Regions from separate parts of the Sus scrofa genome. Here region 1 is linked to region 2. The links are chromatin contacts, called in public promoter capture Hi-C maps. All regions are on one chromosome and are shown on one strand. The core of a region is the stretch at or near the end of the contact, and the rest is flanking DNA. Distances in the headings are between cores, read along the strand shown. Region 1 holds the start of PSMC6 (26S protease regulatory subunit 10B). Region 2 holds the start of RPS29 (40S ribosomal protein S29).

Region 1 (5,752 bases), core at 1,842-4,341, 2.9 Mb before region 2:
CTCAGTTAAATTCCATTTTTTATTCAGAGTTCCTGTGGTGGCTCAGTGGTAACAAATCCAATGAGCATCCATGAGGATATAGGTTTGAACCCTGGCCCTGCTCAGTGGGTTAAGGATTTGGAGTTGCTGTGACCTGTGGTGTAGGCTCGGATCTGGTGTTGCTGCCACTGTGGTGTAGGCCAGCAGTTGTAGCTCGGATCTGACCTCTATCCTGGGAACTTCTATATACTGCGGGTATGGCCCTAAAAAGCAAAAAAAAAAAAAAACCCTTCTATTGGAGTATATTTGACTTATAATATTATATTGGTTTCTGGTATATAATAAGATGAATCAGTTATACATATAGCCATTCTTTTTTCCCATATAGGTTACTACAAATTATTGAGTAAATTTCCCTGTGCTATATAGGATGTTCTTGTTAATTCCTATTTTATACAGTAGTGTGTATTTCCCTTCCTCCCAATTCATCCCTCCGCTCCCTACAATTTCCCCTATGGTAACTATAAAGTTTAATTTTGAAGTCTGTGACTGTTTCTGTTTTGTAAATAAATTATTTTGTATTGTTTTTCATTAGATACCCATATAAGTGATATGATATTTGTCTTTGTGTGACTTACTTAGTATGATAATCTCTAAGTCCATCCATATTGCTGCAAGATGCATTATTTCATTCTTTTCATAGCTGAGTAATATTCCATTGTACATATGTACCATATAAGTAACATTTTTTATATTTAAATATAAAATATTACTTATAAGGTCTAATACTTTCATGTCAACATTAAAACAATCTGAGGAGTTCCCATTGTGGCTCAGTGGTAACGAACCCAACTAGTATCCATAAGGACGCAGGTTTGATCCCTGGCCTTGCTCAGTGGGTTAAGGATCCAGCGTTGCCATGAGCTGTAGTGTAGGTAGCAGACACAGCTGGGATCTGGCGTTGCTGTGGCTGTGTGTAGGCCAGTGGCTACAGATCTGATTTGACCCCTAACCTGGGAACCTCCATATGCCATGGGTGTGGCTCTAAAAAAAGACCAAAAAAAAAAAAAAAGAAAGAGAGAAACAATCTGAGGTATTTTTTCAGTTCTAAAATTCTTTGATTTCTTAGTGTGTAGAACTTAGTGAGGCAATGCAATTCAGTAGAAAGTAGAAACTACCAGGAGTCAAATCCATAGTTCAGGCTTTGCTAACAATTACATATGTCTAAACAAGTTACCTTTGGGAGTTATGAGCATAATGCCTGACTTGCTTACCTTAAGAATTAAATAACTTAGAGGAAAGTGCTTTGTCAGTTATAAAGCACTATACAAATAAATTGTTACCTGTCGACGACAACCCACAACATATCTTGGTCCATTTGTAGCTTTAACAATGACTAGAGAAAGAAAATTAAAAAACAAATTGAAAACTACAAAGTAAAAAAAATGAATATACCTACACTGATGGAAGGTTGAGTTTTATCTCTGTTCGCCAAAGGACAATAATTGAAAGAAAATTTAGTCTATGCAAGAATGTTATCTACCTCATTACAGTTATAAAAATAATAAGCATTTCAAAAGATGGTGGTGGGAGGAGAGTCTACTCTTTTTTTCTTTACCAATTAACAATCTAATACACTTACATTTTTCTTCAGTTAATTGCTTAAGTACTTCACCCACAATCTAAAAAGAAAAAAAAAAAAGCATTACTTTTTGCCAAGAACTAAAAAAGCAAAGCAAATTACCATCACCCTCTCATCCCAAGCTCCATTACCTACCTGTCCGACACTTTGTAGGGCCTTCAGATCATTTTCAGACTTTTCATACTGCTTGGTAAGTTCTTTTAATTGTTCCCTTACTGAAATAATATAATTTGAATATTTTAAATTAAATAATCCTAGCCAGTGTGTTTGTCACTAGGTCTCACTTTACTTAAATTCAAGTCTATTTCACTTTACATATATTTCATATCCACTCTATCGAACCACACACACACACACACACACGCACAATACCGTTTGCAGATGACATGTTTAAAAACGAAATGTTGCAGAGAAATTACCACATTTTTCTTTTCTTGGTCGTAAATACTTACTTTGAGCACATTTTAGGTTACACTTTTAACAGATATTGACATTCTGACACTTTCAATTTGAGATCACAAATTCGAATGATAAAAGAGTTAGAGCCTTCCTCACTTCTCCACTTACCCACACGGATTGTTACTCTCTGGTTTTCTAACCCATATGAAGTCCACAGGTGCGGCGCTCCACAAAATTATATGGTTATGGTCTTCCCCCATTTAATTAAATCACTCAGGCTTTTCACTGACGGTACACTAAGAAAAAATCCTAACAATCTTTTCAGTTCAGGAAGAAAGGGAACTTTGTGTACCATGTAGAGTACTACTCAAAACACGACGAAAGAAGAGGAGGGCTATTATTGACCGATGGATCCCTTCTCTCTAAAGCTCTGTGTTGGGCTTTCCACTCCGCTAACGAGCCAACTTCCCGAGTTTCATCTCTTGCTTTGGTTTGCTTAACTCTTTTCCCCGCTCCGGGTCCCAGGACTCCAACAACACTGCACTCCTTACCTCAAACTGGGAAACATCCCTGACCCACTTCTTCCCCACTCCTCCTCTGGTCATCTACACTTCCATCTCAGAACTGGGGGTGTTCTCTCTGTCACCTGGACCAGTCTGGGCCATTTCTACGCCCGAAGAGGCTCCGCTTTTCAAGCACAGGGAGGGATGACAAAGCGCCTTGTCCCCAGACCGAGGCCTTCTCATTCCCGGTGCTCGGCTGCCGAGCTCGGCCAAAGGCCTCTGCTTTGTCATAGACAGAAGCGAGTTCAGACACGAGATTATATGGAAAGAAAGGTGCACTCACACTCCTTGAGACGGCCATCGATCTCCTTGTGCTCCAGCAGCTTCTTGCGGTAGTCCTGAAGCGCCTTATCTCTAGGGTCCGCCATGATGAGAAGCCGTCGCTCATAGGGGATGTCGGGAATGGCCATGGCCGCCTGGGCGGGGGAAGGGGCGGGGCGAGGGAGAACAGCCTCCCTGGAAGGGCGGGTTTGCGGGCGACCCCGCCCCTTCCGGTTGGCCCGCCTCTGCACTCCTCTTCCGGAACTTCTATGCCTCCTTCACTAGGGCTCCGCAGTGAGTTAAAGGAGGCCTCCGGCCACACTGTCCCCTGCTGGTCCGCTTGGGTAAAGCAAGGCCCTGATCTGGTGTATCTGAGAAGCCTTGATATGCTTGAGTCACTGCCCTCTTGGAACCACAAAAGGCTGTAGTAAACTGAGATGGAAGTGAAATAGAGAATATACATATCTCTCTAATATATATAGCTCTACTGGCTTCTCAGTAAAACAAGGATAGCTTCTTGGTAAAGAACAATAATATCCAGGTGAAGTAAGAGGTAGATGGGCCCCTGGGCTGAGAACAGCTGGGACTTCTTAGGTCAAGCAAATTGGGCCTTGTTTCTTTTTGGCACTTCAAGGAAAAAGTTAATTGCAGGAGCAGAGCTCTACTGGAGTAGAAAGATAAGATGACCACTTTAATCACTCCTGGGGTAAAGAAGACCTCCCCAATTACACATGCACAGTAAGATTCCTAGGGGGTCAGAAAAGGAGGAGGCACCAGGCCATAATAAGTCCTGATACCTGCTTAGCACACTTTGCTTTGGAATCCATCTTTACCAAAAGGTACGCACATATACTGGGAAGGGTCCTGTGTCCAGTCAGGTGTGAGAAATAAATAAGATAATTAGCCAAAGGTAAAGAAAGATCCAGAAGAATTGTGCTATATAAGTGATTTAAATCACCTCTCTGGTGTGCCCCTCACTCAGGGGACGCCTGCACCCGCACTCCTCTTTGGGGTGTGTATTACTTCTCTGCTTCTGACTTAAACTGCTTCTTTGTGTGCTTTCCCATATGTTGTACTGTGACTCTAACAATAAACTTTATACCTATTTTCACAGTCTTTGCCTCCCTGAAATGTTCTTGCTTTCAACAAGGGGCAAAAGTTAGGGCAATTCTACTTTTCACCTCTAGCTAGTCTAGTGGCTAGGATTCCTGGTTTTTTATCCAGGCTGCCCAGGTTCAATTCCTGAGCAGAAAAATAAGATCTCTCTCCAAGCCAACACTCATTGCTGTCTCTCCAAAATCACAGGATTTCAGGATACAGAAGGAGTAGGGTATTCATTTATTTACTCAGTGAATGAGGCATTACTAAGGGTTTGATCTGGTGAGGAGATAAAAAATAATAATTTCAAAGTGTAATAAATACTGTATTATAATGAAAAGAAACCATGGTGGAGGAAAATGAGAGAAAGATAGAACTACTTTAGGACAGATATCTGCAAGAAGGGGCCAGCCAAGCAACAAACTGTAGAAAAAAACCTTTCAAACAGAAGAAACAGCAGCTACAAAGACCTTAAAGTGAAAAAGAGATTTACTCATTTCTTGGAACAGGAAGGAGACCAACAAAACCAGAAAGGGGCGGGTCGTAGAAATGAGGGGCTCAAGAGGCTGAAGTAAGCTAAGAAACTTGAAGTTAGATAGAACTGTTTTTAAGATTCCTGTGCTGGAGTTCCCGCTATGGCCACAAGATAGACAATGTCTCTGGAGCACTAGGTTGCATGTTTGATCCCCAGGTTGGGTTAAAGATCCAGCATTGCTGCAGCTGTTCCGTAGGTCCCAACTGATCAGGGCCCAGGAACTCCATATGCCACGGGGTAGCCAAAAAAAAAGAAGATTTCTGTGCTTTCTTTTTTGGGTGGGGGTGGGGAGGGAGAAGTTGGCTGCTGTGTTTTTTGACTTGACAAGGGATCTCAGTTCCCATACCAAGGATTGAACCCAGATTAGAGCCATGAAAGCACTGAATCCTAACCACCATGAGACCACCAGAGAACTCCAAGATTTCTGTGCTATTGGACAATTTACTTAATCTCTTAAAAATCTCTGTAAAATTTATACCTATCTCATAGGGATGTCATGAGTATTAAATAAGAGAGTGTTCCTGTAAACTGTTAACATGGCATCTGGCACATGGTAAGTATTCAGTAGTGTTATATTAAATTATTTATTTTAAGGGTAATAATGACCTCAACTTTTGTGGTACATGTCCACATTGCTGTACCTCTTCCCATTACATCTGGGGAGAATTTATTGTTGTTCCAACAGAATCAGTCACATTCCCCAGACAGACTCCTTTTGATCTTATCCAGTGACCTGGATGTTTGAGTTTAAATAGGTGTATCCTATGTATACATACGAAGTGCAAAATTAAGTGAATTAAATCACCAAAAATGTATTAGGAAATTTAAAATATTAGGAAATAGGAAAGATGACTTCAAATGTATTAGGAAAAAAATCTTACAGATATTGTGTGAATATTCTGTTCTTTCCAGGTATAGTTGGGAATTGTGGTTAGATGATAACAAGGAAGGTGGTTTGAGGGAGATTAGTCCCTTCTCCCACTGAGCTGCAACTTTTCCAGTCAAACTAGTCCTTCCATACCAAAATATATCACCTCTGACATCAAGAAGTAAAGAAGTGAGGATGAGGCAGAGGAAAAAAAAAAAAAAAGCTCAGTTTGGTTCAATAAGTATTTATAAGCACATACTAGTGGGTTACTTCAACATAACACACCAATATTTTAAACTCCCTTGAGCCCTGTTTTTCTCTCACCCATCTGGCAAAATTCCAACCTCAGTTGCACCTTCTGTCTATTTTGCCTGCAACAGAACAGCCCTATTCCTTTTTTATATGCA
Region 2 (5,765 bases), core at 1,267-3,766:
TAACATTGAAGCTAGCTCAAGAGAGATGTAGATCTTTAAATGGAAAAATTCCGGATGTAGAATCACAATGATTTTGAGACTAATTTAAGGAACAAAATAGGTGATATCTTGAATAATGGTGTCTTAACATGCAGATCATTCAGATGTGCTTAAATTTAAAAAATAATGTATATACTCTGTGCTGTTAGACTGTTTCAATCTTGTAAGTATTTTTTTCCAAAAGGAAATATTAATAGGGCTTATGTGGACTAGAATATCATGGTACATTTTTTCTTCTTTGTACTTCATTGTATTAAAGAAAAAGGAAGGAAGGAAAGAAGGAAAGACTCAGTATGTATTATAATTGGGGAAAATGTTCTAAAATAAGTATTTAAAAGCCAAATACAAAAGAGTAATAAGAACCTGTAAGAAGAGTATAGGATTAAGCTGAAAGCTCTTTGTAAACACTGGGTTAAAATGGACTTTTAAAGCTATATTTTCAGCTTTCTTATTGAAAAAGAAATCGATAATTCCATCAGTGGAGAGGGATGGTGCTATGTTATTTTAACTGTGACTGGAATAAAAATTATGAGCAACTTGAATATCAAGATAGTTTAAGAGATTGTTATTATTCAAGTGTAACTAATTGATTTTTGTTTGTGGGTGTTTTTTCCCCCACTTTTGAATGAGTTCACTTCTTTAGGCTCAAAGGATTATATATTAAAGAGTATTGAAAATATTTATGAGATTGATCTCAGAATCATTGTAATATTTTAAAAATTACAGAGACCACCAAGCAGGAAAGATCCGAGAAGGCAAATGTGAGATTAGCTTTTGAAAGACACATGGGTTTTGGAAACTACCCATCAATGAAAGATTCCAGGTAAACTGTAGAAGCTTGACAATTAGACCCTCTACAGCTGGGCTTTAAGTTAAAATCCCCTTTCAATCTTATCACTAAGCCTTTTGGACTCCTCTCTAGTTAACTCAAAGTTGTTCACCCTCCCCAAGCTTTTTCCAACTCCATTCTTGACCTCAAATTCTTCCTCTCACTATTTCTTCCCTCCATCATGTGTAAACCCCACTCTTCACATATAGTGTATTTCAAAGACCCCTCAAGTGAAGCTCGTGCTGGAATTAATCTCTTTCTTTCTCCTCTTGTAGTCTATTAGTACATCTGTCATTTAATATAAAATGTCCTAAGAAACAAAAAAACAAAACGAAAAATCCAGAACGAATTGCTTATTTAGTTGTATACGTGTCACTGAGTGGCAGAAGTTGAATCTGGAAGAAAGGGCTCTTAAAAAAAAAGAGAGAGAGAGAGAGAGACAAAATGAAAGGAAGGGTTCAGGTAATAATACTATTTTCCTCACTACATTTGTTTTGAGAGCAGGATCAAGCCATATCTGGTTTTTCAGTCTCTGACTTGATTCCTTCATTATGTAAAAAAGTTCCCAATTTGGATGGGGAATTTCATAATCCTGAAATAACGTACCTTTAAGAGGTGTAGTGTTTCAGTTCTAATGTAAGAATTCATGCATAAAAGTTTCCTATATTTTGCACCCTGTGGTACATTTTATATTTCTAGTTAAAGCTCTTATTTTAGATTCATACTTAATTTTTCGTTTATTTACAGACATTATAAATGACCACGTGGATTTTAGAGACTTTTTCGGCAGATTATTAGAAGGCGTGTGATTCTTGCTAGTTATTTTGTTACCAGATCATTTGGTCAAAGCAACATACATTGGATATTTACTTGTTTCTTAACTTTAAACTTAACTAACTACACTGAAATATTAAACATCCTAAGTCTCATGTCATTTTTCTGGAATGGTGTGTGTCAATTAAAAATAAGTTTGAAAACGTATTCTGTTTAAAAACAGGAACTCCTACCGTTGACTCCTAGTTATTACAGTTGATTTTAAGTTTTTTTGCTATTTTATCCCAGTAGGGGTCAGTGTAGAGTTGAGGCAAACGTCCTTTTTCCTTTACGAGTTTAAGACTTTAATTTAAAAAAATGTGAAGGATTCTGAAGAGGAAAATAGCAGAATACTGAGATCAATTATTTGAGGGTTCAAAAGAAAAATTTATTCCAAAAGAGACGGGGTCTCGCTATGTTGCCCAGGCTGGAGTACAGTGGCTATTCACAGGCGCGATCCCACTACTGATCAGCACGGGAGTTTTGACCTGCTCCGTTTCCGACCTGGGCCGGTTCACCCCTCCTTAGGCAACCTGGTGGTCCCCCGCTCCCGGAGGGTCACCATATTGATGCCGAACTTAGTGCGGACACCCGATCGGCATAGCGCACTGCAGCCCAGAACTCCTGGGCTCAAGCGATCCTCCAGCCTCAGCCTCCCGAGTAGCTGGGACTACAGGCGCGCGCCACCGCGCCCGGCGGTGGCAGAAGGCGCAAGACAAAACTAGAGGCTGCGGTGTGGTGACGTCATCAGCAGGGCCCGCCCAGACTATTTCCATGCTTCCTCTTCACTCCCACCCCCGAGGAACAGCGTGGCCACACTGCGCACGCGTCACTGGTCCGCACTGCCTTCTGGGTAAACTGTGTCCAAAATTTTGAAGAGCGCATGCGTGCGCTAAGTCTGTCCTTTTGCCTCGTTGCAGCCGAGAGAGCAAGATGGGTCACCAGCAGCTCTACTGGAGCCATCCAAGAAAATTCGGTCAGGGTTCTCGCTCTTGGTGAGAAACAGAATGTCGCTTCAGGGAAGGGTTCCTCTGGGGCGCGACGCTGCTTGAAATAGAATGGCGGAGCCCCGCAGGTTTGCGCGTGGGGGGAGACGGAATCGGAGCTTGATTGCCGCCATTACAGGCCTCTCATGGGTCTTTGGTGACCAGCAGTGTGGGTGGTGGCTCTCTGAGTGCCGAATTGTTTACTTTCTGCGACTTGCGTTAATTTTTTCTATTTGCAGCCGAGTCTGCTCAAACCGGCACGGTCTGATCCGGAAATACGGCCTCAATATGTGCCGCCAGTGCTTCCGCCAGTACGCGAAGGATATTGGCTTCATCAAGGTATGCGTCCGCGGGCCGCATGCTCCTATTTCTGGGAGAGGCCAACAAGGGGTAGTTCCTTGGTGTGGGCTTTCGGCCAATGACGTTTTCTGCGTTTAGTTAGCAGCGCTGTTCTTGGTAGAGGATGACACTGTTCAGGGTTTGTGGCAGCCATGTGAATAGAATGGCGGGGATGCAGTGAAGGCCTTAAAAGAAGTCTTTGTAATCCCATTTTACCATTTTCGCCAGTTCGAGGTGCCGTGTAAAGTGTGTATAAAACTATTTACTTTTATGAAACCATGCTAAAATTCAACATTAGATCTCTAATCCTATCTAGCTATTTTTAAGCAAAGTACATGAGTTGACCACTGTCTTGAAATGTTGAGTTACGAGTTAGCGTCATGTAGGGGAATGAGCTTGAGGTTTGGGGCCATGTATGTTTTTTGAGGATTCAGGCAGGTAGTCATAATGACTTGGGTCACGTGTCTTGAAGCAAAGGTTTTACCTGTGGAAGCTAAATGGCAGTATTGTTGCAAAAATTAATGTATATATGAAGCTCAGAGGTGAAAACATTTCTTATTGGGTCTTTGAGCTGCATCTCTGGCCTTTTGATTCATAGTTAGGCCTCAGTAATTAAGTAGAACCTGCTTCTCTATATGTGCTTGGGAGTTGCCTGGTGGCTCAGTTGCTTAAAGATATCTGGTGGTGTCACTGCTGTGACATAAGTTTGATCCCTGGTTAGAAACTTCACATGCCGAGAGTGCAGCCAAAAAAGTGTTCTTATTTTGGTGAATTACTGTGGGTAATAATTGTTCATGTGACACTTATGTGACAGAGGCAAAATATCTTGAGCTTAAACTTTTGGCTTGGACGAAATGCTTAACAAGTACATGTTTTGTGTTACAGTGTGGAAGTTTAAATAACTTGTCAGTAGCATAACACAGATGAGAGAGTGGCTTCAAGTCCACTAAGTTTGTGACCCATTTCTCAGATGTTAGGATTAAATGAGTTATGAATGGCTCCTAGAATAGTGTCTGGCACACATTGAGTACCAAGATATTACCCATGTGATTAGTTACTTAATGACCATCTTATGTAGCAGTGTTTTTCTAGTGGGTAATTTCTTTGAGCATAGAAGGGGGAATATCAATAATGAAATTCACTGACTAAAATATAACAGATGTGTGGAGCAACTTGAAGTAGGTGTTTAGTAAATCTTTAGATGTTGATATTTTGGGTGGGTCAGATTTTCAGGTTAAACTCATTCTATAGTGAGCCATTTTTCTGAGAATAAAACGTTTAAAAGCATTTTGAATTAATTCATTTTTCTGTCTGCCTTTTTTTTTTTTTTTTCCAGTTGGACTAAGCTTCCTTGAATGGGTCATCCAGGACATCCACCTTATGCAGAAACAATGTTAGTGCTTTGTATATAAAATAAACATTTAAAAATACTAATTATGAGTGTTTTAGTGTGAATGGAATATCAGTATCAAGATCGATTGCTACAGTGTCATCCAACAGGAGGGAAAGTGCCAATGGAAGCTGAAGTGGAAAAAAGCGTCTTAACTGATGGTGGTTAAATTAGCTGTGAAATTTTAAACAGTTAAACACATTGCTAGTGTACCTCTTAAAGCCTTAAAAGGAGCTCATGGAGGTTAGGGACACTGAAGTTTAGGTTTTTAAGAACATCATGGTAAATCCACCTCTACTAACTCTGAGTCTCAGTAGTATGACCATGAAATTTTTTTTAATAAAATAATAGTGTTGCTGGGGAAGTGTATTTAGGGTGAACAGAATGAGGTGGATAGAATATTGGGAAAAAAGGTTGAGGTAGGAAAAAATTTCTGTGATGTTGCAGATTGAGTGGGTGAGAAACTGCCAGCTGAGCAGAGGTAAGTTTCTTAGGTGAAGATGGGGGAGGCATATACATAATTGATTTACACAGGTGTCTTTGTGCCGTGTGTTTAATTTGGTTATGAGAATTTGGGGGAAGAGATGGACATTGCTCTATTGGGATAGTCCTAGGTGATTGCTCCTTTAAAACCTGTATTCTTTGTTGAGGGGATGTCTGAAGGGGAACATTGCCTATCCAATCCTGACCCTGTGGTGGGGAGGAAGGTTGGTATGGTCAAGTGGTTTTCTGTATCTTTTATATTAGGGATTGGATAATTATATTTTAAAATGTATGTGCCAGACATGCTAAATGCCTTTTTTTTTTTCAAGTCTTAGAATTTTGAGGAAATTGAAATTTAGAGATTAAGCAGTTTCTGCAAAGTCTTCCCAAGTAAGAAAGGGATTAAAACTGGACTGAAACTCAAATCTGACTTCAATGTTAATATTCTTAATAAAACACTTAGGGTTAGAGGCTGTACGTCTTGTTCTCAAAGATAATCATATGATTGCAAGCACTACTATTTTTATTTTTGATTTAATATTTTTACTTTAAAAAATTCTGCATGTTTGAGGAGTGGGAAGGGAGTGCAGAGGCAAGGGATGGATGGGTGGGGTGGGATAGGAACATTTACCACAGCAAGTAGCATGATACCTTACATAATAATAGTAGGTCCTCTATTTATTTATTTTGGAGGTTCCCCGCCTCTACAGCCACAGCAATGCCAGGTCTGAGCCCTGTCTGTAACCGACATCACAGCTCACAGCAATGCCTGATCTTTAACCCCTGAGCAAAGTTAGGAGTCCTGTGTCCTCGTGGATACTAGTCAGATTCTTTCCCCTGAGCCATGACAGAAACTCTGGTCCTCAACTGTCGAGTAAAATTAAAT

Evidence for each region. Promoter capture Hi-C pulls out the DNA fragments that hold promoters and counts their contacts.
Region 1: a promoter capture Hi-C map of liver shows a contact between it and region 2, with 3 times the contacts expected there. The contact joins the promoter of PSMC6 here to the promoter of RPS29 in region 2. A contact is called at or near these places in 1 of 5 promoter capture datasets (liver) and 1 of 47 Hi-C or Micro-C datasets (heart right ventricle).

What each region holds. Positions count from the first base shown.
Region 1 is chr1:182,326,409-182,332,160 of Sscrofa11.1, reverse strand. It overlaps PSMC6 (26S protease regulatory subunit 10B), which reads right to left and starts at 3,091. Exons shown (of 14, transcript XM_001928747.5): 1 at 2,867-3,091; 2 at 1,757-1,836; 3 at 1,622-1,661; 4 at 1,323-1,375. The coding sequence starts at 2,993.
Region 2 is chr1:179,453,598-179,459,362 of Sscrofa11.1, reverse strand. RPS29 (40S ribosomal protein S29) reads left to right here and starts at 2,516. Exons shown (of 3, transcript XM_021101317.1): 1 at 2,516-2,676; 2 at 2,907-3,006; 3 at 4,343-4,440. The coding sequence starts at 2,615. The coding sequence ends at 4,351. It also overlaps LOC102723301.